Regions from separate parts of the Sus scrofa genome. Here all the other regions are linked to region 1. A link is a contact called in public Hi-C and HiChIP or PLAC-seq data. All regions are on one chromosome and are shown on one strand. Each heading gives the region's core, a stretch centred on a gene start, on an enhancer-like site or on the middle of the called end of the contact. The rest is flanking DNA. Distances are from core to core; before and after follow the strand shown.

Region 1 (6,873 bases), core at 1,715-4,214:
TCTTTACATTTCCTTGTTCAATACAATTTTGGGGAGAGCTTTTTTTTAATTATACCTGAGGCATATGGCAGATCCGAGGCTATGGGTTGAATCCAAGCTGGAGCTGCTGACTTATACCAAAGCCACACCAGATCGGAGCCACATGTTACCTACACTGCAGCTCACGGCAATCCCAGACTCTTTAACCCACTGATCAAGGCCAGGTATCAAACCTGAATCCTTATGGATACTAGTTGGGTTCTTAACCCACTGAGCCACAACATCAACTCCCAAGAGAGATCTTTAGATATTCAATTGTATGCTAAAAATCAAATGAAGATTTTGGAGTTTCCGTCGTGGCTCAGTGGTTAATGAATCTGACTAGGAACCATAAGGTTGTGGGTTCGATCCCTGGCCTTGCTCAGTGGGTTAAGGATCTGGCGTTGCCCTGAGCTGTGGTGTAGGTCGCAGACGTGGCTCGGATCTGGTGTGGCTGTGGCGTAGGCCAGTGGCAACAGCTCTGATTTGACCCCTAGCCTGGGAACCTCCATATGCTGTGGGAGCGGCCCAAGAAATGGCAAAAAGACAAAAAAAAAAAAAAAAAGATTTTAAGTTTTGCTTGAACTGGTTCTTTGCTTCCTGTATAGTTTACTCACTTCTTGAGATTAAAACAAAAAAACTAAGTGAAAATAAGGATACAGGCAAGAGTTTGGCAGGCACAGCTGCTTGCCTTTTCATGTGGCATAGATTTTGGGTGAGTCCTCATCTTTGCAAGGCCAAGTATCACATTTTATCACTTTAGTCAGAAATAAACAGGCCCTGGGAAAATGAAACATAAGGGGCCTTACTGATAACTTTTAAATTGAGAAATGTAATTGCTGAGAAGACTAGAAGATTCAAAACTGCGTTCTTTTCCTTACAGGACCAGCTACCCTGAAAACCAAGTTACTATTAGCAGATTTAAGACCCACTGCTGGAGTTCTTGTTGTGGCTTCAGGGGAAACGAACTGGACTAGTATCTGTGAGGATGCAAGTTCGATCCCTGGCCTCCCTTTTTGGGTTAAGGATCTGATGTTGCTGCGAGCTGCAGTTGCAGCTCGATTTGACCCCTGGACTGGGAACTTCCATATACTGCACCTGCAGCCCTAAAGCAAAAAAAAAAAAAAAAAAAAAAAAAGGCCCACTGTTGGGTGTTCCCATTTTCAAGTGACAAAATCCAAATGCCTGGGACACCCAGATCAACTGCAAGATTCTGGTCTTCAATTTCTTACATGGACAGTTTTTGCCCACATTCCACATAACCACTATCCATCCTTCCACTTGGAATAGGCCTCAGGCATGTTACAAAATAACTAAAACGGTTCCCGTGTCCTCACCACACTTGGTAAGACACCCAACCCATCAACAGGCATTTACCCAGGCACTTACGTACCAGGCTCTCTCCAAGTACTGGGAACAGAAAAATAAGACACTCTACCTCGCCAAAAATTTACACTATAGGAAAGAGGGCAGGAGTGAAAAAAACAGACACAAGCAGATAATTATAAAACACTACAGTAAATGAAATGACAGAGCCTTGCACAGAGTATTAGAAGAAACTCCCAGGTGCTACATTTAGAGAATGGTGCTCTGGAAGACTTTGGATGGAGAGTGGAAGGCAAGAAGGTCCACATTCCTTTAAAAACCATCGGAAATGGCTGCTGTAATCCACTTAATAGTGATACTAGCTTCTATTTCATAAGATGAACATTTCTGATTTTAACCTAAATTCTGTGCTGTTAATAGAGAGACATCAAGTTTCCTGTTAGGTTTCAAATCAAATTTGGTAGAGAGATAACTAAATTGGTGGGAAAGCCAACTTATGGGTAGTTCAGAAAAAAACTTTTGTTTAAATTACTTTTGACTGAAATCATTTTTACCAAATGGAGGTCCTAGAACTGATCTGTGGCCATTTGGCACATTTTTATTTGAAAGTAACTTATTTTAAAAGAGTTAATATCCTCAGGCTACTCTCATTTAAACTTAGTAACTATCTTGTCAGGTTTTAAAAAGTAGTTCTAAGGAGAGAGAAAAACAGGCAATTTTTGGTTGCTTTTCAGTTTAATACTTGTTAGAGAAGGTGAAAGGACCAAGAAAAAGCAAAAGTAAAAGCAGGAAGCCCTTTAGAGAAATTAATAAATTGTAGCAAAGTATTTAGGTTTTTAAGATTCCTTTTCTAAATCTGCCATGAGATTTGAATAACAATTCCTATGATAAGTCAAAGACTTCGGGGAAGTATGACAGACGGAAAAATAAAACCTAAATCACCTTAGGTTTCTCATTTCAAAACAAGTTAAAACAGATGCGTTGCGGGTACTCTGGCCCCTGGCACTGCCTGTGTTCAAAAGCTGGAACTTGGGGACTCCAAGAGCAGCCCACCCCCAACGCCGCCCCCACCCCCTCCTGCGCCCAACAGCCTGAAGGCACAAACGGAGTCCCTCCCCACCTTCTCCTTAACAGTTCAGGCACGGATCTGCCCAGAGAGTTTCCACCGACCCGCTCCACCTCCCACCACATACCAAGAGGAACAGTCGCTCCTACCGCAGGGGTGTGCGGCGGCGCGCTGGGCCGTGCTGGGCCGTGCGGGAGCGCATGCGCACCGGGGCCCCGGGCGGACCAACGAGCGCGCGCTGCCGGCCTGGTCCTCCACCCGCCCGAAGACAAACTCTGACAAGCCCCTACCCGCAGTGCTTTCTCGGCCTCCCGCCCTCGAAATCTCAGCTGGGTGCGTTCCGCTCCACCCGTCCTTCTGCGCCGGCTGCGGAGGCTGGCTAGAGAGGAGTCGCAGAACGCGCTCTCATTGGCCGAAGCATGCCAAGTCTTCCTTTCGGGCGCCTGCGCGTAGCAGGAGACGCGGGTTAAAACCCTAGAGGCTCTCAGCCCCGCGCTGACGTCAACAACCAGGTGACCGCCTGTCTTGCACGCAGCCTTGGAAGCTCAGATCCGTTTTCTTACCTCCGGCCGGGAAGAGGCTCAGCGCGCTCCGCTGAAAGCTTTGAGAAGTGCGACTGGAGAGCTCTAAGAGATGTGAAGGACGAAGCGGGAGGGAGTCGGAAGATGATTGGGCGGCAGGTGGCCGGAAGGTCTTTGCGCGGAGGGCGTGTAAAGAAGTGCGATTGAACGCGAGATGGAGCCGGGAGATTGGAGCGGGGGGCTAGAGCGCGCACGCATGCGCCGGCTCTGCTCCCCACCCACCCCACCCCCACTCCGATCCGGGTGCCCCCAACCCTGGCCGCCTGGGACGGCTGGAGGCTGCCTGGGCGTTTCAGCCAACACTGTGTTAGGAGCTGGCGCCTTAACTACAGCTCTCACTTGAAAGCTCCAGATTTTAAAGTTCTTAAAAAGCATGTCCTTTAGCTTTTAGTTTTTCTTCAGACCAAAAAGTGTCTTAAAAGTATTCCCTTTGGCATTTTCCCATAAATATAGCTAATTAAAAAAATTTTTTTTTCCGGTTTGCATTTTCTTTTTAACCTCGGGCCCCTTCAATATCTGGGTATTTTGAAACCTTAAGCACTCTCCATCAGCTTGGGGGTTTTAATATTACATGTACTTCGCTTTTAAGACTTTGGTTACCCGCATAAACTGCCACAGAGAGAATAAGGCAAATACAATTAGAGCTTTTTTTCCTTTTCTCTCTTTTGGCACCGTCGACCGAGGTTTAAAAGCAAACACCACCCCCTCCCCAAACCTCTATTTGTTCCAGCCCTCAGAGTTCCTGACCTCTCATTAGAAACAATCTGGGCAACCTGTGGTCTGTTCCATTCAACCCCATTTTTACTTTAAAAGCTTGTTTGTCATCTCTTGCATTTTCATCCTTTCAAATGCATCCATGCCACTGGCATCTGAATAGTCTCATATTTCTTTAATTCTTTTCTTTGGGTTTCACTTATCAGCCATAGAAAAAACTAGATTATAATTGCCCACTTACTGTTCTCCACCCTCAAAGTCACCTCAAACTGATTGTGGTAATCTCCAAACTATTTCCTAGGTTCTGAATTTTAGTAATGGCAGTCCAGTTTGTTCATACTAGAGAACTGTCTTGACCATCACCTTCTGCCTCTCTATCCCATTCATGTGTATTCACCATTCCACATTTTATCTTAGCAGAGCATTCTGCCTAGTGCTAGGCTTTACCGTTTTTATTCTTGTGAGGTTATACTCATTCCAATCATGCTGCCATTACCCTATTTTGGGACTCCTTTAAGAAATACGTTTAGTCCTGCTAGTCACACTTATTATCTTATTCAGAGTTTTTCTCTAAATGATTTAAAATTATGGTTTAAAGGAACTTCCCTTGTGGTGCAGTGGGTTAAGGATCCTGTGTTGCTGCAGCTATGGCTCAGAGGCTGCTACTGCAGCACAGTTTGATCCTTGGCCCAGGAACTTTCACATGCTGTGGCATGGCCTAAATAAATAAATAAATAATGGTGTAAAGTATCAAATCTAATGTATCAAGCTAAGGACTGAGGATGATCACCTTGAGAATGACTGCTACAGATTTCTGAAGATGGGTTCAGAGAAGTTTAAACCTCCTAAGACGGTCTGAAAGGTACAATCTTTGTTTGGATAGTTAAGTTCTGGTATATTTAAAGTACTGATTTCTTTAGTCATACCTAAGGTAACATACATAAATTACAAAATTTCAAGATACAGATAGTATTATACTAAAGGAAATAGATACACTAAAGGAAAACTTCAAAGAATAATTAAAGATTTTTGGTATAACTCAGAAGGTACTCTGGAATTTTAGTTTGTGTGAGTCAATTTCCAATATTATTTTATTATTCTAGATTACAAATGTAGAATAGACATTAGAGATTGGACTGAGTGTTCATCAAATCTACTTCACAACCCTAAAGGTTTTTCTGAAAGCCCCAGACACCTGCTTGCATATTTTTGCCTATATGTCTCCTTCTTATTAAATGCTTCATGACACTCAGTTTGTGATTTTCCATTGTTTGGGTTATTGGGATTCACCATACTTAGGTTTACCTAATTTAAAAAGAAGTCAAAAAATAATTTGAAAAATTGGAGTTCCCTGGTGGCTCAGCGGGTTAAGGCTCTGGTGTTGTCACTGCTGTGGTGCAGCTTTGATCTCTGGCCACAGAACTTCCATATGCTGCAGGCTCGGCCAAAACAAAACAAAACTTGAAAAATCACTTGCAGTTTGGGTAAAACTTAAAATTTTTAGTATTTGCACCCTCACACCATGCACAAAAATAAACTCGAAAAAATGGCTGAAAGACTTAAACATAAGACATCATAGAACTCCTAGGTGAGAACACAGGCAAAACATTCTCTGACATCAACCATACTTTTCTTAGGTCCATCTCCAAAGCAATAGAAATAAAAAAATAAACAAATGGGACCTAATCAAACCTAACAGGCTTTTGCACAACAAAGGAAATCATCAAAAAACCAAAAAGACAACCTACAGAATGGGAGAAACAACCCCAACCAAATAGAAAAATGGGCAGAAGACCAAAAGAGACATTTCTCCAAAGAAGACATACAGATGGCTAGCGGACACATCATTAATTATTAGAGAAATGAAAATCAAAACTTCAATAGGAGTTCCCGTCGTGCGCAGTGGTTAACGAATCCGACTAGGAACCATGAGGTGTGGGTTCGATCCTGCCCTTGCTCAGTGGGTTAACGATCCGGCGTTGCCGTGAGCTGTGGTGTAGGTTGCAGACGCGGCTCGGATCCCGCGTTGCTGTGGCTCTGGCGTAGGCCGGTGGCTACAGCTCCGATTCAAGCCCTAGCCTGGGAACCTCCATATGCCGCGGGAGCGGCCCAAGAAATAGCAACAACAACAACAACAAAAAAGACAAAAGACAAAAGACACACACACACACACACACACACAAAAAAAACTACAATAAAGTACCAACTCACACTGGTCAGAATGGCCATCATTAATAAGTCTATAAATAACAAATGCTGAGAGGGGGTGGAGAAAAGGGAACTCTCCTATACTGTTGATGGGAATGTAAACTGGGACAACCACTATGGAAAACAGTTTGGGGGTTCCTCAGAAAACTAAATATAGAACTATCATAAGATCCAGCAATTCCATTCCTGGCCATATACCTGAACAAAACTTTCATTCAAAAAGATATATGCACCCCTATGTTCATAGTAGCACTATTCACAATAGCCAAGACATGGAAGCGACCTAAATATCCATTGACAGATGGATTAAGATGGGATATATACACAATGGAATACTACTCAACCATAAAAAAGAACAAAATCATGCCATTTGCAGCAAAATGGATGCAACTGGAGATTCTTACATCAAGTGAGGTTAAGTCAGAAAGACAAATACCATACGCTATCAGTTACAGGTGGAATCTAAAATGTGGCACAAGTGAACCTATCTACAGAACAGAAAGAGACAGACATGGAGAACAGACTTATGGCTGCCAAAGAGGAGGGGGAGGGAGTGGGATGGACTGGAAGTCCGGGGTTAGTAGATGCAAACTATTACATTTAGAATGGATAAGCAATGAGGTCCTACAGTATACCACAGGGAAATATATCTAATCTCTTGTGACAGAACATGATGGAAGATAATGAGAAAAAGAATGTATATATATGTATGACTGGGTCACTCAGCAGAAATTGGCACAGCATTATAAATCAAGTATAATAAAAAAAAAAGATTCATGGAGTTCCTGTTGTGGCTCAGTGGTAAGGAATGCGGTTAGTATCCATGAGGACATGGGTTCAATCCCACACAGGTTCAATCCCTGGCCTCATTCAGTGGATTAAGGATCCGGCGTTGCTGTGAACTGTGGTGTAGGTCAGAGATACGACTTGGTTCCCACATTGCTGTGGCTCTGGTGTAGG
Region 2 (6,584 bases), core at 2,202-4,701, 320 kb before region 1:
CTACAGATTTAATGTGATCCTTATCAAATTACTCATGGAGTCCCCTCTGGGGCACAGCAGAAACAAATCAGACTAGGAACTGTGAGGTTGCCGGTTCAATTGCTGGCCTCGCTCAGTGGGTCACTCAGTGGGTTAAGGATCTGGCACTGCCGTGAGCTGTAGTGTAAGTCACAGACGCAGCTCGGATCCAGTGTTGCTACAGCAGCTGTAGCTCTGATTTGACCCCTAGCCTGGGAATCTCCATATGCCTCAGGTGCGACCCTAAAAAGCAAAAATAAACAAATAAATAAATAAATAAAATTCTCATGACATTTTTCACAGAAATAGAATAATCCTAAAATTTATATAGAACCATTTAAGACCCAGAATTTCCAAAGCAATTCTGGGGGGGAAAAAAAAAGCAGGAGGCATAACCCTCCCAGACTTCAGACAGTAAGTACTACAAAGCTATAGTCATCAAACAGCATATGGTATTGGCACAAAAACAGACATATGGATCAGTGGAATAGAAGAAAAAGCCAGAAATAAACCCAGACACCTATGGTCAATTAATCTTTGACAAAGGAGGCAAGGAAGACAATCTCTTCAGCAAGTGGAACTGGCATATTTGGGCAGTCCCATGAAAATCAAAGTTAGAACACACCCTTACACCATACACAAAAATAAACTCAAAATGGCTTAAAGACTTAAACATAAGACATGACAGCATAAAACTCCTAGAAGAGGAGTTCCCTGGTGGCACAGCAGGTTAAGGATCCAGCATTATCACTGCTGTGGCACAGGTTGGATCCCTGGCCCAGGAACTTCCACATGCCATAAGCACAACCAAAAAAATAAAAAATCATATGACACAAATGAACCTATGGAACAGAAACAGATTCAGGGACATAGAGAACAGACCTGTGGTTGCCAAGAGGGAGGGGGTTGGGAGAGGGATGGACTGGAAAGCTGGGGTTAGCAGATGTATTACATTTAGAATGGATGGACAAGGTTCTACTGTATAGCACAGGGAACTACATTCAATATCCTATGACAAATCATAATGGAAAAAGTATTTTAAAAAAAGAATGTATATATTCTATGTATAACTGAATCACTTTGCTGTAGAGCAAAAATTAACATATTGTAAATCAACTATACCTCCATTTAAAAATTATTGTTTTAAAAGAACAGCCAAAACTAATCAATTGTTCCCACAGCAGAACCCATAGGGAAATCATCAACCTCAACTTTGCTAGCAAATTTAAAGGAGTGGGAAAGTTTCCCATGGAAATCACCACCATCATAAAGAGGAGATGTGAATACCCTTGTTTCCATTCCTTCTAAAAAGCGATGTAGATAAACATGACAGAATCCTTTGATAGACAGTCTCATTCATATACATGTCACTTCCATTAAATAAACAGATGCTCTAATTATATCACAGGCATCAATTCTCCTGTTTGAATCCAGATTTACCCTGCAACGAGCAAGTACTGTAATTGCGCCCAGAAAGCACGATGAACATTTTGGTCCAATAATATAACAGTGTGTGTGCTAATATTTTCAAAATTCAGAAAACAGTGGAGGGAGAGGAACATTTTATTTTATTTATTTATTTATTTATTTTGCTTTTTAGGGCCGCACCTGCAGCATGTGGAAGTCGGGAGACTAAGGGTCTAATCGGAGCTACAGCTGCCGGCCTACATCACAGCCACAACAATGCAGAATCCCAGCGGAGTCTGGGACCTACACCACAGCTTGGCAACGGCAGATAGAAAAGGAACATTTTACATGGAAAAAGAGAGCTGAGGTGCTCAGGTGATGGTGTGACTGACCCAAAAAGTTAGTGAGGCAACACATCAGAAAAGAATCACAGGAGTTCCCGTCCTGGCATGGCAGAAACGAGTCCGACTAGGAACCATGAGGTTGTCGGTTCCATCCCTGGCCTCCCTCAGTAGTTTGGGGATCTGGAGGTGGTGTGGATGGATGTACACCGCGGATTCAAGTCGAATCCTGAGTTGTTGGGGCTGTGGTGTAGTCCAGCGGCTACAGCTCCAATTGGACCCCCAGCCTGGGAACCTCCATGAGCCGCCGGGTGCGCCCCTAGACAGCAGAAAACAACAACAACAATAGACAGCTAGAGAGAGGCATTAATGTTACTGTAAGGCTCAAATACCACCAAAAGTTCACAATTTGTTCAATCTTCTAACATAGGCATCACCTCATTTCCATTCCACCATTCCCTGAGATTCATCAAATCAGTTCAAAACCAGCTTTAAAAAACAAAAGACTCCTGGAGTTCCCGTCATGGCACAGTGGTTAACGAATCCGAATAGGAACCATGAGGTTTCGGTTCGTATCCCTGACCTTGCTCAACGGGTTAAGGATCCCGTGTTGCCGTCAGCTGTGGTGTAGGTTGCAGATGGGGCTTGGATCCCAAGTTGCTGTGGCTCTGGCGTAGGCCGGCGGCTACAGCTCCGATTAGACCCCTAGCCTGGGAACCTCCATGTGCCGAAGGAAGCGCCCTAGAAAACGAAACAAAACAAACAAAAAACAAAAGACTCCTTAAAGGCTTAGGTCATGTAAGGGGTGGGGGCATTTACATACGAACAGCAAAGGACCAAAAATTAGTGAAAATTGAAGGGTTTTATAAAAAGCAAGTGACAGGCTCCCATCATGAGAAAAAGGAAGAAACTAAAAGGGTCCCCTTGAGAAGAAAAAAGGGATAGTGAGAACATAAGAAGATACTACTTAAGTCTGCTTTAAAAGTCCCTCATCTAAGGAGAGCCCACAGCGGACCCTCCTAAAAGTACATGCTTGGAACAAATATTAAGTTCACCCCTTCAGGAAAGTCAGTACTGTGGAAACACGCAGAAGGTGGTGAGAGCTTGGGCCCACCCTCAGGTGAGGATACCTGGAGAGGCAGCCTCTGCGACGAAAGGACAGGACGGAGTACGGAAAGGAAGGACTAGCAGTCGCTTAAAAGCCAACCGCCTGGATGAGGGCTCTCGGTTTAGGTTCTCACCTCAGCCCCACCGCCTAGAACTGCATCTGGGTCGTAGCGTGCGCCCAGGACATAGATGGAAGCGAAGAAAGCTGTTCCATCAGAACATTGTCTTGGAGAGACAGTTTCCAAACACCCCTTGGCACTCAGTCCGCTCCTGCCCTTCACGCCCAGCAGAAAACCTTGCATTTGGAGGCGGGGGGAGGGGATTAAGAGGTCGAGGCTCCTCACTTACTTTTGCAACCTGGCGCCATGGTACTCTCACCCCTCGATGCCGAGACGGTGGAAGCAAGCGCCCTCAACTCTAGCAGCGCAGCCCGATGGGATTCCGCCCACTCAAGATGGCCGCGAATTTGAATTTGGCGCTCAGGTCGGACGTTGACGCCAATACGAAGGCCGCCATGTTGCCCGGCCTACGGCCCGGGGGGCGGGGCCGATGTGATGTCATGAGTAGGCGCCGTCACCTCGCTACAGTTTCAAGGGGCCGGGAGAGTCTGTTTTTCTTCAGAGCAGCCATGAGCAAGCGGAACCAGGTGTCCTACGTGCGGCCAGCCGAACCGGCTTTCCTGGCCCGCTTCAAGGAACGAGTCGGCTACAGGGAAGGGCCCACCATAGAGACGAAGGTGAGCCCGGGCCAGTCGCGTTACCTTAGAAACGCGGCCCGCCCCGCCACTTCCGTTTTCTACCTCAACTAGGCCAGATACTCCCACTGGTGTCTGGCCCCCGATACCAGTGTGCTCGGACCCCAGTCTAGTCTTCTTGAAACAACTACAGCCTCGTGCGCCCAAGAAGGTGTTTGTCGTTTACACAGTGCTTCTGTGTTCTTGAAAATGACTCGACGCAGATAAACCGCCTCGTCCTTGGTAGATAGAAAAGAAAGATCATTTTACTGCCTCTTCATTTTCTCTTGCTTATTCCAAAACCTGTAGTTAGCAGAGTGGCTGGTAGCGTCGTCTCATTTTCCAGATAAAGAAACAGGCCACTGGTTCAAATGATCCTATATTCTACGTCTTAAGTCTGGAACATCTTTGGAGGAATGCCCTAGATCTATTCCTAGGCTTTGTTGTTACCAACAAAAAAGTAAGCAAAGCCTTGAATAACCTGAATCTGAGTAGAAGAGGAGTTCAAGGAGCCACACTTGAATAATTTAGGAATGGGGATCCGTGGGAGTCAGCTTCTGCCAGAACGAATTCACATCAAAACCACCTGTCTTATATTTTTTACTGTTTTTTTTTTTTTTTTTTTTTTTTTGGTCTTTTTTGCTATTTCTTGGGCCGCTCCGGCGGCATATGGAGGTTCCCAGGCTAGGGGTCAAATCGGAGCTGTAGCCACCGGCCTACGCCAGAGCCACAACAACGCGGGGATCCGAGCCGCGTCTGCAACCTACACCACGGCTCACAGCAACGCCGGATCGTTAACCCACTGAGCTGGGGCAGGGACCGAACCCGCAACCTCATGGTTCCTATTCGGATTCGTTAACCACTGCGCCACGACGGGAACTCCCCTGTCCTATCTTTTTAAATAGAGACTATTATGCTAAGGGCATGTGTAGAGAAATAAAGAATTTACTTAATATTTTGTCTAACAGTTGCACTACGATCCAAATTATTTAGACACCAGTCATTTAGTATAAGGACACAACATTGACTAAAGGAGTTCTCTTGTGGCTCAGGAGGTTAAGGATCCGACGTTGTCACTGTAGTTGCTGATTGTCACTGCAGCCTCTCAGATCCAACTCCTGGCCCTGGAACTTAGGCATGTGGGTGTGACCCCCCAAAAAATTATTGACTTAAGTGCAGTTAATCCAATAAGTATGTGCTAAACCCAGGCACTGTATCAGGCTCTGACAAAGATGGATCTCTCCAAAATGCCATGTTCTTTAATACCTGCCTGCCAGCCTTACCTCTGCCTTCACAGGTCACCTCCATGAAGTTCTTTAAACCTCCCCCAGTTAGTCCTTCTCTGTTCTTCTCTTCACTCTATCTGTATCTTATCTGCAGTACTCATCATTTCACCTTGCAACTACTTGCTCTCCTGTGTATCTCAACCCCTAAATTGAACACTCTATGTTAGTATTTTAATTGCTTTCTTTTTCTGGTTCAATGCCTGGCACCAAGCAGTGGATGAAAAGTTAAATTAGTTAGATGACTGTGTTTTTCATCAGGTGAGGCATCATTGAGGAGGGGATATTTAAATTGAATCTTGCGTATGAGTAGGTCAGTAAGTAGAGATGGAAGGAACAACATGGGTAAAGGTGTAGATATGATGGGTCATAGAATGTGTAGAAGTGATTGAGGGACTGATGGAGCTAAAGCTATATGGACTATTTAGTCGGCAACAAGGAACCATGTTTGGTTAGAGATAACATAACGGGGAGTGACTGGTCCCTAGAACCAAAAACAGTGAGGATGACAAAGAGGATATGTTTTGAGAAGAGGGACATGGATTCAGCAATGAGAATATGAGACATAAGCTTATAGCTTGCTTCTGGTCCTAGTGATGATCAGGTGAGTGCAGTGAACACCTTGAAGGTTATAGCTTGGCATGCTAACTTAGGAGGCCTGTGGCAGGAAACTGTTCCAATTAATATCAGTGATTTTGGCCTACACATTTAATCAAGAGACCTTTCTGTAGAGAGCTAATCTCTGTTCCTGTGTTTGTGGAACCACCTTTTTTGGGAGTGGGGGTGGGGCACAGCATGCAGCAGGTTGATGTGGGATCTTGGTTCCCAGACCAGAGATCAAACCCAGGCTACAGTGGTGCAAGCTACAAATCCTAACCACTAGACCAATAGGGAACTCCCCAATACCTCCATATTTTTATTTTCCAGACAAGCTGCTGGAAAGGAAGAGAGATGAACAGAAGTAAGAGGACCTTTTACTTGCTGCTTTTCTTTGCTTTGGTTGTGTTTATTTCCTGTCACACTTTGAGAAGAGATGGAAGGGTTGATGAAGAGTTTTAGTTTGCAGTTACTGTGAAGTTTTGATATGAGTCTATATATATACGAGATTGTTTTAAGTTGTTGGTCTCTTAATTGCAAGTGCAACTCCAGTGTCCCACATTTGTACCCTCCTCTTCTATTTCTGATTTTGGTGGTATAATTGTGGATGATTTCCTATCTTTGATATATATACCTTTCCTGGTGAGCCTTGTCATTTGTGGTATTTTTGTTTCTGGGTGTGGCCTTTTCTTTTCTGCCTAGAGAAGTTCCTTTAGTATTTGCTGTAAAGCTGGATTAGTGTTGCTGAATTCTCTTAGCTTTTGCTTATCTGTGAAGCTTTTGATTTCTCCTTCAAATCTGAATGAGAGCCTTACTGAGTAAAGTAATCTTGGTTGTAGGTTTTTCCCTTTCATCATGTTAAGTATATCATGCCACTTCCTTCTGGCCTGCAGTTTCTGCTGAAAAATCTGCCGATAACCTTATCGGGGTGCCCTTGTATGTTATTTCTTTCCCCTAGCTGCTTTCAATAGTTTCTGTCTTTAATTTTGGTCAGTTTGATTAATATGTGTCTCAGGGTGTTCCTCCTTTGGTTTAATTTATATGGTACTCGTTGTGCTTCCTGGATTTGAGTGAGTGGTTCCTTTCCCATGTGAGGGA
Region 3 (6,569 bases), core at 1,220-3,719, 400 kb before region 1:
TCCAAGTTCACAGACCCCTGAGGAGTAGTGAGTGAATAGGCTTTTTACAGATAGACTTCATCCCCATCTAACTTGAGAATTCCTCCAAGTTTGAGAGATTAGAGAAGGAGCCATCAAGGGTGAAGCCACAGCCCAACCTCTACTTCAGTTCCTATCCCTTCTCCTATCTGGGAAGGCAAGGTTATCCCAAGGACAACCCACCCAGAACCCAGGATAGAGGGACCATACGCTCAGGTTACTCACCGAGCTGAGGATATTTGAAAACGTCACCGTGACAGATGCAATGGCTGAAGACATGGAGAAACTGAGGCCCCGGCTAAAGAATGTCCACATCAGAGAATTGGTGGTAGCCATCATAATAATGCCTAAGATGCAGAAAGCCACGTTCACCTGCAGGAGAAAGTGTCACTGCAGCCACGGCCAGCACACCCAGGGCCATGCTTACTGGCAGCCGTGCCCTTAACAAGATCCTCCACAGACTGGGGGTCCACAGAGCTTTCCTGCACAGGACTTCACTTAACCCTCAGTGAGCAGCACACCCATTTCATGGCTGAAACCATCTCAGAGAAGACACATATCTGGCCATCTTACTGGCCATGTGACCCTGGGCAGAAGTAAAATGCTAATACATAACCACTTTTTTTTCACTAACACCAATCCCTTACTGGCCTCACAGGGACCAATGCCTGAAGTTCATTCAGTTCCAGAGGGCCAAGTATCAGTTGGTATGAGGTATGAGTAAATCAGGGGCAGAGTCCTCACTTCCTAGGATCAAGCAAAGCATGTATTAGTCATGCCTCCCCATATCCCGTGCAAGCTACAACCCGCTTAGGCCACTCTCATGGGGCATTTTTGAGCTTTTACTCCATGCCAGGTTATATGCTAAGTGTTTTAAGTACATTTTCATTTATTCCTTAACTTCATTTTACAGATAAATAATCTGAGACATTTAGTAACTTGGCTAAAGTGCCACAGCAGCGGGGAACTGCCAGGCTTCAAGCCTAGGCAGTGTGGCTCCCTGCTCTGAAACAGGATACAGCTGTGCCTAGGAAACCACCACCTGAGACTGTTTGACTGGTAATCCCATGCATCACTTGCAGGACTTGCAGATTTGTTTGCCTTTTTTGTTTTTTAAAGGAGAATCTTGAGGGAAGAGAGGATTTTTAGAAGCCTCCTACATAATCAGATATGCAGACCCTTTGCTTGGTTTTGAGTTATAAACCAGCCTACAGACAGAACTGCTTCCTCTGGGGATGGTGCCCATCTAAACCTGAGACTCTTATTTTCTCATAAGTTTTCCAGTAGCTAAATATACAGTGTCTTGAGGAGGGAGTGTCTCTGTATATTTACACAGAAGCACTACATGCATCAGTGCAGTCCTATATAATACTGACTTACAACGGTCTGGTGCACAACTGAGAAGCCTAGAAAACCTCAAGGCTCATCATTCCTCAGATTACTTTGGAGCAATCCAAGAGTAACACCCAAAAGGATACCAACTTCAAGCATGGCCTCTCCCCCGAACGAGCCCTAAATAGGCTTAAACCTAAAGAATCTGCCTGCCCACTGTCCAGGTCAGGGCCTAACGCTGCGTTGCAGATGCAATGAAACTTCCTCAACAAGCAGAAGCTGGCCTAAGACTTAGGATGGGAGAGGCAAAGGTACACCTTAACAGACGTCGGGAGGCAGCTGAGGAGTTCTCAGCATTGGCAGAATGTCCAGAACGTTTCTGTCTTCCCTTACGCCTAGGATGTCCCAACTCCCAAGTTTCCTGGCAACAGTGTAGACCAGCCAAACACCCGTTACTTACTGAGGAAAAAGATGGGCAAGAGGCTTCTCACCTTATGAGTCACGTGGAGAGAAATGTTCAGGCACAAAGGGCCTAAAATGAGATGTAGAGTGTGGATGTAGGAGGTGTGCATCTTCCCCCGAAAGCGAACTAGCCCAATCGGAGGAGAGATTTTACATCCCTGGTAAGGGAAGCAGGCCTCAATCCCCGACGTCTCTTACCACCTACATTGGACGAGGGTTGGGCTTGACTTCCAGTGGAAGGTTGCTCTCCTGTCACTAATAATTGCACAGCCTGGCCGCGGACGGAGCCGAACAAACCAGTAGAAGTGAGGAAGCCCCAGGGGCCGCCAGCCCCAACTCACCCCGCAGCCCCGCAGTGTCCCTCATCCGCCCGCCCCACCCGCCCGCCATCCTCAGCCGCGTCCCGGGCTCAACCTCGCTGCCGAAGGCCAGCTTGGCAGAGGCGGCGGCCAGAGCCCCGAACGCTCCAGCGCACAGGCAGTTGAATACTCCCCAGAAGCGGCGCCGCATCGCGCCGGCCTGCAGGTGCGGAGGAAATCCGGCGGAGACGTTAGAGTGCGAGGCAGCACACACACCGCTCCCCACAACCTGCGGCCCTCCGGCCACGGCCATGGTGCCCGCCTCCTTCTCTCCGCTCCCCAGCAACGTCAGCCACCCAGGTCGAACGTGCTCTGCGATTGGACCGCGGCCTCACGTGATGAGAAGCTCACGTGATGGGGTTGCCAATTGAGGCTCCGCAAAGGCGTCGAGGGGCGGGGCCGCCGGCCGAACCCCAGGCTGCCTTCTCCCAGCAATGATCCTCCTTCGCCGTCAGGTTTAGTCTTACCTAGGAGCAGTGTTGGAACGATATCCAAGGCTGACTGTGGTATTGTGGTTGCTGTTGTAGAATAACTCTTCGTGGCTTAGCAGTTTCAACCCTTGCCATTTGATGTGGTCCAGCATCGGCTTCCCTGGAATTTGTTTCAAAAGCCTAACCAGGCCCCGCTGCAAGCCCATAGACTCAGAATCTGCGTGTTTTTTTGTTTGTTTGTTTGTGAGTTTTTTTTTTTTTTTTGGTCTCTTTAGGGCCGCAGCCATGTCATATGCAGGTTCCCAGGCTAGGGGTCTAATCGGAGCTGTAGCTGGCTGCCTACACTGCAGCAACAGCGATGCAGTATCCGAGCAGTGTCTGCAACCTACACCACAGCTCATTGCAACGCTGGATCCTTGAACCACTGATGGAGGCTAGGGATCGAACCCTCAACCTCATGGTTCGAGTCGGATTCGTTTCCGCTCTGCCATGATGGGAACTCCAGAATCTGCATTTTAACAGGACAGTGACCTGCATCTTCTAGTTGGACAATTGCAAGATATGGAGATGCTTCGGTAGAGGGCGCCAGAGACCTTGCATACTCAGCAAGAGGACGGGCTCGTTTCAGCTTCTGATAAATCAAATAGTCCACATGGATGGATACATGCTTATTTTAGGAAATTTAGAAAGGTCTGTCTGTCTGACTGTCTGTCTGTCTCTCTTTTTTCTTTTCTTTCTATCAAGGGCCCGCACCCACCGCATATGGAAGTTCCCAGGCTAGGAGTTGAAATTGGGAGTATCAGCTGCTGGCACAGCCACAGCAGCACTGATCTGAGCTGCATCTGTGACCTACTCCATAGCTCACAGTAATGGCAGATTCCTGACCCACTGAGCAGGCTGGGGATCAAACCCGCATCCTCATGGATACTAGTCAGATTCATTTCCACTGCACCACAACGGGAACTCTGGGGCCTTTTTTCTAAACATGATTTCACACTGCATGGCACTCTTTTTTTCCATTCAGTCCTTACTTGCCATCTTCTCTCACAAGGTGGCTTTGTGGCACCAATAAAAACATGGATAACCCTGATAATTCCTATGTGGTATAAACTGTCCTATTTTACAGCTGAAAAAAATCGAGGCTGAGAGGCATCATGCCACTGAACAAAGCCGTGTGAACCCCACCTCAAGGACAATCCCTTGGAAAGCTCTTATGTTAACTTGAAACCTACGGGAAATCGAGTGGTATTTGTTAGAATGGCGGGGAAGGAGGCAGAGGCTGGAGTAATGAGATTGCAAGCAGAGTTTATTAACCAACAAATCAGTTGGGAGCTCTGAGCAAGTAAGACAAACTCCCCCAGTAAGGGAGTGCTTGGTTTTTTTATAGACAGGGGTCGTTTTGTTGAGCCATGTAGTCTGCAGCCTTGGGGCTATCTTTGTTCTAGGGAACTCACTCTGTTACATGAGCCTGTTCGATAAGGAGTCTGCAAGTCTGGATTTAGCTGGGCTATGCTGATTTTTTGTCCTTTTTAGGCTTTGTTTCACTTTACACCTAAGAGTTTGCACTGGATCAATTCTGCATACTTTATAAGGAGTTTTCTTAGAACAAAAGATGCCTCTATTAGCACTACATGTTGAGCTTCTCAGAGTCACTTCCTCTGTAAAGCTGACTTGACTTTGCTCTCTTTGCAACAGTCCCGTGGTTGTACATCTGACTCCATGTTAGCCTGCAAGCTCCTTGAGGGCAAGGGCACATGTCTTTCCTCCCTAGGTCCCTAGTGCCTAGCACAAGGTCTTGTTCTGGTGATGATGGTTGAATTGATACCATCCTTGGAAACCCTGCTGGAAAGTGATTCCTGTCTCCTGGACAAAAGCTCCTGTGTGCACACCTATCACCTGCTAGCAATCTTGTTAAAATGAAGATGCCAATTCAGATCTGGAGCTGGATTCAGGTTCTGCATTTCTAGGAGACTCCCAGATGGTGCTAATGCTGCAGCCTCAGGGACCACACTAAGGTTGTAACTGACCATTGTCTTCAGCACACACATGCCTAACTGGGCTCCCACAGACAGAAGTTATGCATGTTTCCCTTCTTTGTTCCTGCCAAAGTGCCTGATATTGTGACCAGCTCATGTCCTTGCTACTAATGTGTGATTTACAAACTATGATTTGATGATAAAAGATAAGTAACATTTAAAAAGTTGCTAACATCACCATGGTGCTAACTAGAGCACCCTGAACTGGGAGTATGAAAGGGAAGGAATACCTCATCCCTTATTTATTTATTTATTCATTCATTAATTAATTAATTTATTTGTCTTTTTAGGGCTGCATCCACGGCATATAGAGGTTCCCAGGCTAGGGGTCTAATCGGAGCTGTAGCCGCCGAACCTACACCACAGCTCACGGCAACACCGGATCCTTAACCCACTGAGCCTCATGGTTCCTAGTTGGATTCGTTAACCACTGAGCGACGACGGGAACTCCCCCATATTTATTTTAAAAGCAATGAGAGGAGTTCCTGTTGTGGCTTAGCAGTAACAAACCCAACCAGTACCCATGAGGCCTTGCTCAGTGGGTCAAGGATCCAGCATTACTGTGGGTTGTGGTGAAGGTAGTAGACACAGCTTGGATCTCACGTTGCTGTGGCTGTGGTGTAAGCTGCTGGCAGCTGCAGCTCTGATTCAACCCTAGCCTGGGAACTTTCATATACTGCAGATGCAGCCCTGAAAAAAAAAAGCAATGAGAACAAACCTCAAATATGGCTTATGGACAAAAGATGACCTATTGAGTTCTGGGAGACCCATTCAAGCTAAAGTCACAAATTTAAAGGGACTTTAAGGGCCAAGCAGGGAATTTAAATTTGTGATGTTCCCCCACCCCCACTATGAGACAGTAGGGATGGGTGTGGCCTGTGACAACCTAGGGAGTGAATGTCTTGTCTCTTTCATGCCCTCCTTCCAACCTTACCTAATCTCTTCCTCTCTCTTTTCACTTTGTGTCCATATTTCTGCCCTTTTTTGTTTAGTTAAACAAATGAGCATGTAATACTCTGGGCCAGATCTGTTCCAGGCAGCAGAGTTACCAGGATGACTAAGATCCCCGTATTCCCTGGGTTCTGGCTTTTTGCAATCATAGTATTGGGCACCAGCTGATCACAAACCCTGGACACCTCTCCCTCACTATGCCTTAAAAAGTGCTTTGCTTTGTGAAACCCATAAGGGAGTTTGTGCTTTTTTAAAAAAAAATCTACCTTCCTTCCTTCCCTCCCTTTCTCTTCCTTCCTTCCCTTGTTTCAGCTGTACCCACGACATGCAAAAATTCTCAGGCCAGGGATCGAACCCAAGCCACAGCAGTGACAACGCCAGATCCTCAACCCACTGCATCACCAGGGAACTCCAGACTTTGGGCTTTTTGAGCACTAGGTGTCATACATGCTTTGCTTGGCACCCTGCAAAAAATGTTTCACTTTCCTTGACCACAACCCAGTGTTCGCAGATTGACTTTCCTGCATATGTGTGAGTGGATCCCAGTTTGGTTCGGTAACAAAATGTTCATTAAATGGTAAGTAAAATGTACAGGGTCCATACAATGGAATATTACAATAAAAAGGAATAAAGTGCTGATATACAGAAGTTCCTTGAGGACAGGGTTACTGTTTGCTCTGTTCACTGATGACCTGTGTCTAGCATATAGTAGTTGCTCAATAAGTACATGGTGGTTGAGCGAGTAAATGAACACTGTAAGTCACTTATTATAATGCTTATTTTTAAAAGATTTTATTACATTTTGGTATGTGGAGTCTAAAATATGGCACAAATGGTCTATCTACAAAACAGAAACAGATCATGGACATGGAGGACAGACTTGTGTTAGCCAGGGCGGGAGCGGAGGGGAAGGGGGGAAGTCTGGAGTTAATAGATGCAAACTATTGCATTTGGAGTAGATGAGCAATGGGATCCTGCTG
Region 4 (6,673 bases), core at 1,955-4,454, 280 kb before region 1:
AGTCTTCTTGTAATGGAGTTCCTGTCGTGGCACAGTGGAAACAAATCCGACTAGGAACCATGAGATTGCTAGCTCAATCTCTGGCCTCGCTCAGTGGGTTAAGGATCTGGCATTGCCATGAGTTGTGGTGTAAGTTGCAGACATGGCTCAGATCCCACATTGCTATAGCTGTGGTGTAGGCTGGCAGCTCCTATTGGACCCCTAGCCTGGGAATTTCCATATGCCATGGGTATGGCCCTAAAAAGCAAAAAAAAAAAAGGAAGTTTTCTGTAAAAATAAATAACTCTGTAATCTGAGAAAAAAAGTGAAAAAAATATAATCAGAGATGAGCACAGAAGTTTATGTACAAAGATCACGTTATTATTATTAATTGTAAAAAAAGGCATACCAATATAATAGATTATGAGTCATATTTTCCAAGAATATTCATGAGAAAATACATTGTGTTAAAACAGGAGACTACGAAATACTAAAACAAAAAATATGCACATATGTACCAGTACTGAATAAGCATTCAGTAAATGGAAACTATTATTAATATACAGATATAAACAAAACACCCACATAATAAAGGACAGAGAAAAACCCACCAAAATGTCAACAACTGGTCATTTAATGAGTTACTTTGTCTTTAACATCTTTCTACATATTTCATTTTTTCTACAATAAACATAAATTACTTTTATAGTCAGAAAAATATTTTAAAATGAGAGATCTGGCTCATGGGTTTAAACACAAAAAGGAAAAAAAAATTTAAATGCCACATCTAATGAATACAGTACAGGTTTCCCATTCAGATTAAGATCAAAGTGGAAAAATGGACTGGACTGGGAATCAGAAAATTTTGCTCTACCACAGCCTACAATGAGCAGGCCTATTGTGACAAGTTATCTGAAAAAAGGGACAAATTAGATAATACCCATGAGTCCTTCTAGCTCCAAGGTTCTGTGAAACTCTTGACTAAATGAGTTAATTCACATAAGCATTTATAAAGGTATCTGCCACATAGCGGGGAGTCAACAGGGGTTAGGCATCATTATATTGGAGGACAGGTTGGTGACTACCAGTCTTTTCTAGTCTTAGATCATCTGAGTTGTTCGCCTATGCCAAAAGTTAGCAAACTATGCCTCTATAGTTCAAAAACAGAACTACACAATGTGTAAACAAGTGATCTTGGCTGTGTGTTTTAATAAAATTTCTTTTACAGGAGTTGCGTCGTGGCGCAGTGGTTAACGAATCTGACTAGGAACCATGAGGTTGCGGGTTCGGTCCCTGCCCTTGCTCAGTGGGTTAATGATCCAGCATTGCCGTGAGCTGCAGACGCAGCTCGGATCCCACGTTGCTGTGGCTCTGGTGTAGGCCAGTGGCTACAGCTCCGATTCAACCCCTAGCCTGGGAACCTCCATATGCCGCGGGAGCGGCCTAAAGAAATAGCAAAAAGACAAAAAAAAAATTTCTTTTACAAAAACGGGTGGTAGACCAAATATAGACCAAGAGCCTTAGTTTGCTGACACCTTGGCCTTTAAGTTACACAGAAGGGAAATGTACAGGTGCTTCCACAAATGCATAAAGTGGAATAATCTGTTGGTGATTTTAAAATGCTAAAAGGACCTATCTGAATCTACACTGGAGGAAATAGGTATTATGGAAAGGGATGTGTATGTATGTGTACGTATGCATGTGTATGTGTGTGTGTGTGTGTGTGTATATATATTTCCACCCTCATCTTGCTAAAACTAACAGGGATCCAGTTTCCTTCTCATGTCTTGTAAGTTTTCACCCTGCTGCCACTGCCCTACCCCTCTAGAATTTGCTGATGGATTCTAGAAGAGTCAGGTGGGGTTCTTCAAAAATATGAAACCACAATTCTTTCAATAAGACCACACTTAAATGTACCTTCTCTGAAGTCTTTCTTTTTTTTTACAATTATCATTTTCTTTCTTTTTTTTCTTTTTAGGACCACACCCGCGGCAAATGCAAGTTCCCGGACCAGGGGCTGTATTGGAGCTGCAGCTGCCTGCCTAAGCCGCAGCCACATCAACATCAGATCCTAGTTGCATCTGCGCAACTTACGCAGCTTGGGGCAATGCTTGATCCTTAACCCACTTAGCAAAGCCAAGAATTGAATCTGCATTCTCATAGATACTAGGTCGGGTTCTTAACCTGCTGAGCCACAGTGGGAACTCCTGAAGCCCTTCTTGACTTGCCTGTCGGCCCTAGGTAATGAACTCATCCAGGCTGCTGCATCTTTTCCTGCCTTGGGTCACTTAGCTGCAATGTGTCCTTGTATAAGCCATCTAGTCTCTCCGCACCTCAATTTCCTCATTAAAAACTAGTTAGTACACAACTGCTTCAAACAGTGCCTGGTACATGGTAAGTGACAAATAAAAGTGGCTTAAATTATCACAGAAATCTGCTGACATATCTATGTTCTAACACTACAATGGAAGCCTCTTCCCATTTGGCAAGGCTCCGAGGTCACTCACTTTGTATTCCCACCTCTAAATTATATGTAATATTTGGCAAGTAATGGATAGTAAATTTTTTCTGTTAGACATTAACGTTTTCATAAGTGCTAACATGTACATGCCATGAACTGAGCTTTGTAGAGAAAAGAAGGCAGTGACAGTCCAACTTTAGAGATGAAGAAATCGCCTCTGTACCCTGGGGAATTATAACCCAGGTCTCCAGACTTCCTAGCCAGTGCTCTTTACACTATTTGCCTTCTCCTCTTAAGTCAGTTTGAGCTGCAGCTGAGGGAAGTGGCTGGTATTCAGAAGAACTATGGCTGCCGGGATTTCGTTTCGAACATGGGTCCTAGCTCTTGATCATTTATCCCCCACTCAATCAACATTCATTCATTCATTCATTCACTCCACCATCCTTAGGCGTGTCCTCTGTGCCAGGCCTGGAGAGTGCAGGGATGAAGCTGCAAGACAGGTCAGGCCGCCGGCAGAGGCAGCAATCCGGGGAGAACAACGTCCTGGTGGGCTTCCTACACAAGCCTGTGCCCATCGCCCCGGTGGAGGCGGGCCAGGAGCCACTACTTTCCCCTCACTTGGGCCCCGCCCGCTCACCGTGAGGTCCGGGCGCTCCCCGCGGGGCGGCAACCAGGCTTCCAGACGTACAGGAAAACCTACGGCGCAGGCTCATCCGCCGGGCCGTAAGAGCAGTGGCGCGGCCGGTAGTGCGTCACCAGCGGCCCCGTGGATCGCATCTAGAGCCGCCTGTGACTGCCTCTCTAGGAATTGGGAGGAGCATCTCTATGGCAACCGTAGAGAAGGCGATCCCTGACTGTTTTTTCTCCAAGCCACGTGGCATTCTCGCTGTCCCATGAAAGACCGCTTTGGCCCAGAACACAGTGATCACTTGATGCCACAAGAAAACTGTAGACGGGGGCGTTAGGGTTGGAAAGAGTGCTAGGTGGGGGTCAGAAGGGGCCATATCAGTAAGGGATTATTATTTTTTAAAAAAAGCTCCTGATTAAGAACCTTGACCTCAGCAATGGGCTCTGACCAAGGAAACCAGCTGGTGTTTCTTCCAGGCATGAGTGGTCCTGTTACCAGCCAGGGTTCTCCACCTTTCCATTCAATAGAAATTGATAAGCCAGACAAGAAATGCAGGAAAGGCTTAATTTGGGGCACCTGCAGCAGTAGGAGGGAGGGAAAACAAGTTACATGTTCCTTTGCTCCCTCCCCAAGGGGGGTTGAACTGGTTCCTTATATGGAGTGAGGGCAAGGGTTGATCCAGGATAGGGAAGGAGGGATGATTTAGGAGGGCTGCCCACCCCTTTGGTGGTGGTGTGTGCAGGGTGCCTGTGCAATACCCTGCTTTTGCTCCCAATACCCTTTTGCTCCGGTGGCGGTTGGGTTTTTGCTTTTTTTTATCTTGCCATAATTTGCCCCAAGTGTGCATGCACCCAACTATTTTCAGTCCCTTGTAGTTTATTTTGTTGCTCCAGAAGATGTTTGTCCAGCGGCAAGCACTGAAGCAAAGGATCCCAGATCCCAGCCTGTCTCAGTCTGGTGGAAGAGGAGGTGGGAGCTCTGGCCAAAGGCCTTCCCACACTGGGGAGAAGGATAGGACTGCATGCCTGAGTGGCTCCAACAGGATACCAGGAGGCAAAGGCTTCAGCTGCAGGCCTTGCCACACTCAGGGGCACAAGTAGGGCTGGCTTCACCCCATTGTGCACTGTCTGGTGCTAGATCAAGTGGGAGCCGCACATGAAGGCCTTCCCACACTCCCCCAACACCCACATGGCTCTTCCCCCTGGTGAATTCTCAGGTGCACAATGACAGTGGAGCTCTGGCTGAAGGCCTTGCGGAACTTAGTACATGTATAGCGATTCTTGCTGCAGGCAAGAAAGTTTTTTTCCCTTTCATGTACACCTTGATGAAAAGGGAACAAGATTAGAAATGTACCATGCAAGGAAGTAGAATAACATGCCCTCTGGAATAAAAATATATCAGTCATCAGTCTTGCATTGGGCCTACTTTTTCAGAATAAAATGAAAACACACTCATTCACAAGAGAGGTACTTGAAAAGAGGTAAGAAAAACAAAGAGGTAAGAAGAATGATTATGCACAACTCTATCTGTAGCATCAATCATATAAAGATTCTACATACATTAAATCAATAAATTCCTGAATTGTATTCCCTTTGAATTAAAAATTGCAATTGAAAAAAAGTCATTAATAAGTCTATCCTCATCTACTCATCTGCAGACTCTTCAGATTGCCCTGCTGGCCCTCCGCCTTCTCTGGCTTCCCCACTGTACAGCCCTCTGGAATCTCAACTTGGAGTTTGCTGAATAATTTTTTCAGTTTCCTCCAGAATCAAATCCTCCTTTTCAACATTGGTCTCAATACCTGAACAAGGTGAAGAAAATAAAAACAGTAATATATAGCAAAAAAAAAATAGAGTCACCTTTATATTCTAGATGGGGAATATGAGACTGTATTGGGATTTGAGCAAACCCAAGAAACACCTCTCTTTTAAGAAGCAGCATAGCACTGGGGCCAGACTGCCTCCACCACCAGCAGTTATTTGACCTCTCTGTGCCTCAGTTTTCCTATATGTAGAATGGGTTAATGCTATAGTATCTATTTTATCGTGAGGTTTTTAGAATTAAAAATATGTGTGTAAAGTGTTAGCTAGATAAGTGTTAGCTGTTAGTGTAATTTTCTGCTCAATTGACAAATAAACTATATGAAGACCGGTATAGCATCTTTATTCCTGAAAAGCTGATATTGGCAAATGTGGCTTAGAGCTGCAGGCAAGTGGAATTACTAACACTGAATCCCAAGATTAGATAGCATTAAGAATAGGGACACAGTTCTGGGAACTCTGGTGCTGTTCCTGTAACACCTGCAGCAAAGAGCCTCAGGGCAGACACATGGGCTCTGTGGAGAAACTGGACCCCAAGGATGAGAAGGGAGGAGGGCTGGCTTTGGCACAGCCTTCTTTTCCAAACTCAATCAATCAAATCCAATCCCTTTTTGTCCTGGGGCAAGAGTAAGTGTAGGGTCAGAAAGAGGATCTGAGTGTTAAGCTTCCTGAAACATCAGGATGGGGCACTTAAGTTCATAATTTTTCTATACATCCACCACAGTTTCAGAAAAAAACAAAACAGAAAGGGCAGTAAAGAAAAGCTTGCATTCTGGGAAGATGCAGAGATGGCACCATAACCAGATATTTTCCCAGGAAGGGCAATGCCTACAGATGGAAAGACTGCCAAACGAGGAGGGGACACATGGGGTGTCTTGGAGACTGACAAAAGCATCCAAGTGGGGTGGCCAGAGAAGGGCCTGGATGTGGACAGTTGGGTGCTGGGAGTCAAGGAGCTTGAGCAAGCCACCCTTGCCAGCAACTGAGAGACAGGACAGCAACTGCTGAGAAGGAAGTGAGGGATCCATGCAATCAAGTAGGGTGGGGAGCAGAGGGCTGCATGGAGGGCAGGGCCAAGGTCCTGCTGTGGGCAAAGCCCTGCTGGGATTGGAGGTAGGGGGTGTGTAGAGAGATGTGGATCCCCCACCTCACAGCCAGCAGTCTAGGTGGGAAGAGAGAGCGGAGCAGCTGACCTCCCAAAGCCGCCCCTTTCCACTCTATGGCTGCAGGAAATAGAACATGAAAGAGGACCCGCTCCAGGAGGTCCAGAAGAGAGAATCCGGGCTTTACATCCAGGAGGGCTGGAGAAGCAGAAAAGTGTGCAAACGTCAAGGAAGCTCCCAGGCAGAGCTTCCCTTCAGGACAGGGGAGGCCATGGAGGGAAGACTCAGCCCCAACACCGGGTAATGGTGTTACCTGGTCAAACTGGTTTTACGCACATACTTGAGGAGCAAAGGACAGAGCAAAAGATGGAGTGGAGGATAGAGGTGGCCAGGGTCTGTCTGCCTCAGTCCAACCCAAGCCCTCAGTGTGGGCTCTCAGCCTCCCTGAACTTTCTGATCATACTCATGCACAGATTTACTGCCTGTGTCTTTGTTTCTTTTCTCTCATCTCCTTCATGATCCGGAACACTTGATTCTTTTTTGCTTTTTAGGGCCATACCTGAGGCATATGGAGGTTCCCAGGGTAGGGGTTGAACTGGAGCTACAGCTGCCGGCCTATGCCACAGCCACGGCAATGCAGGATCCAAGCCACATCTGTGACCTACACCACAGCTCACAGCAA

Evidence for each region. Hi-C and Micro-C count contacts between places; a contact is called where the count stands out from the background. HiChIP or PLAC-seq counts read pairs in DNA pulled down with a chosen protein or histone mark.
Region 2: a contact with region 1 is called in an H3K27ac HiChIP or PLAC-seq map of alveolar macrophages. The contact joins the promoter of KIAA1143 here to the promoter of TCAIM in region 1. A contact is called at or near these places in 1 of 5 promoter capture datasets (liver), 2 of 47 Hi-C or Micro-C datasets (heart right ventricle and liver) and 2 of 2 datasets of contacts at active chromatin or transcription factors (alveolar macrophages and skeletal muscle).
Region 3: a contact with region 1 is called in a Hi-C map of liver, with 4 times the contacts expected there. The contact joins the promoter of TMEM42 here to the promoter of TCAIM in region 1. A contact is called at or near these places in 2 of 5 promoter capture datasets (fetal liver and liver), 6 of 47 Hi-C or Micro-C datasets (alveolar macrophages, heart right ventricle, liver and 3 more) and 1 of 2 datasets of contacts at active chromatin or transcription factors (skeletal muscle).
Region 4: a Hi-C map of skeletal muscle shows a contact between it and region 1, with 6 times the contacts expected there. The contact joins the promoter of LOC100738134 here to the promoter of TCAIM in region 1. A contact is called at or near these places in 2 of 47 Hi-C or Micro-C datasets (heart right ventricle and skeletal muscle) and 1 of 2 datasets of contacts at active chromatin or transcription factors (alveolar macrophages).

The regions. Positions count from the first base shown.
Region 1 is chr13:27,644,161-27,651,033 of Sscrofa11.1, reverse strand. It overlaps TCAIM (T-cell activation inhibitor, mitochondrial), which reads right to left and starts at 2,964. Exons shown (of 12, transcript XM_021071724.1): 1 at 2,701-2,964.
Region 2 is chr13:27,963,398-27,969,981 of Sscrofa11.1, reverse strand. It overlaps KIAA1143 (KIAA1143 ortholog), which reads left to right and starts at 3,451. Exons shown (of 3, transcript NM_001244174.1): 1 at 3,451-3,609. The coding sequence starts at 3,502. KIF15 (kinesin-like protein KIF15) reads right to left here and starts at 3,396. Exons shown (of 35, transcript XM_021071746.1): 1 at 3,222-3,396. The coding sequence starts at 3,240.
Region 3 is chr13:28,041,270-28,047,838 of Sscrofa11.1, reverse strand. TMEM42 (transmembrane protein 42) reads right to left here and starts at 2,469. Exons shown (of 3, transcript XM_021071749.1): 1 at 2,227-2,469; 2 at 244-390. The coding sequence starts at 2,424.
Region 4 is chr13:27,927,420-27,934,092 of Sscrofa11.1, reverse strand. LOC100738134 (zinc finger protein 502) reads right to left here and starts at 3,204. Exons shown (of 3, transcript XM_021071740.1): 1 at 3,078-3,204. The coding sequence starts at 3,153.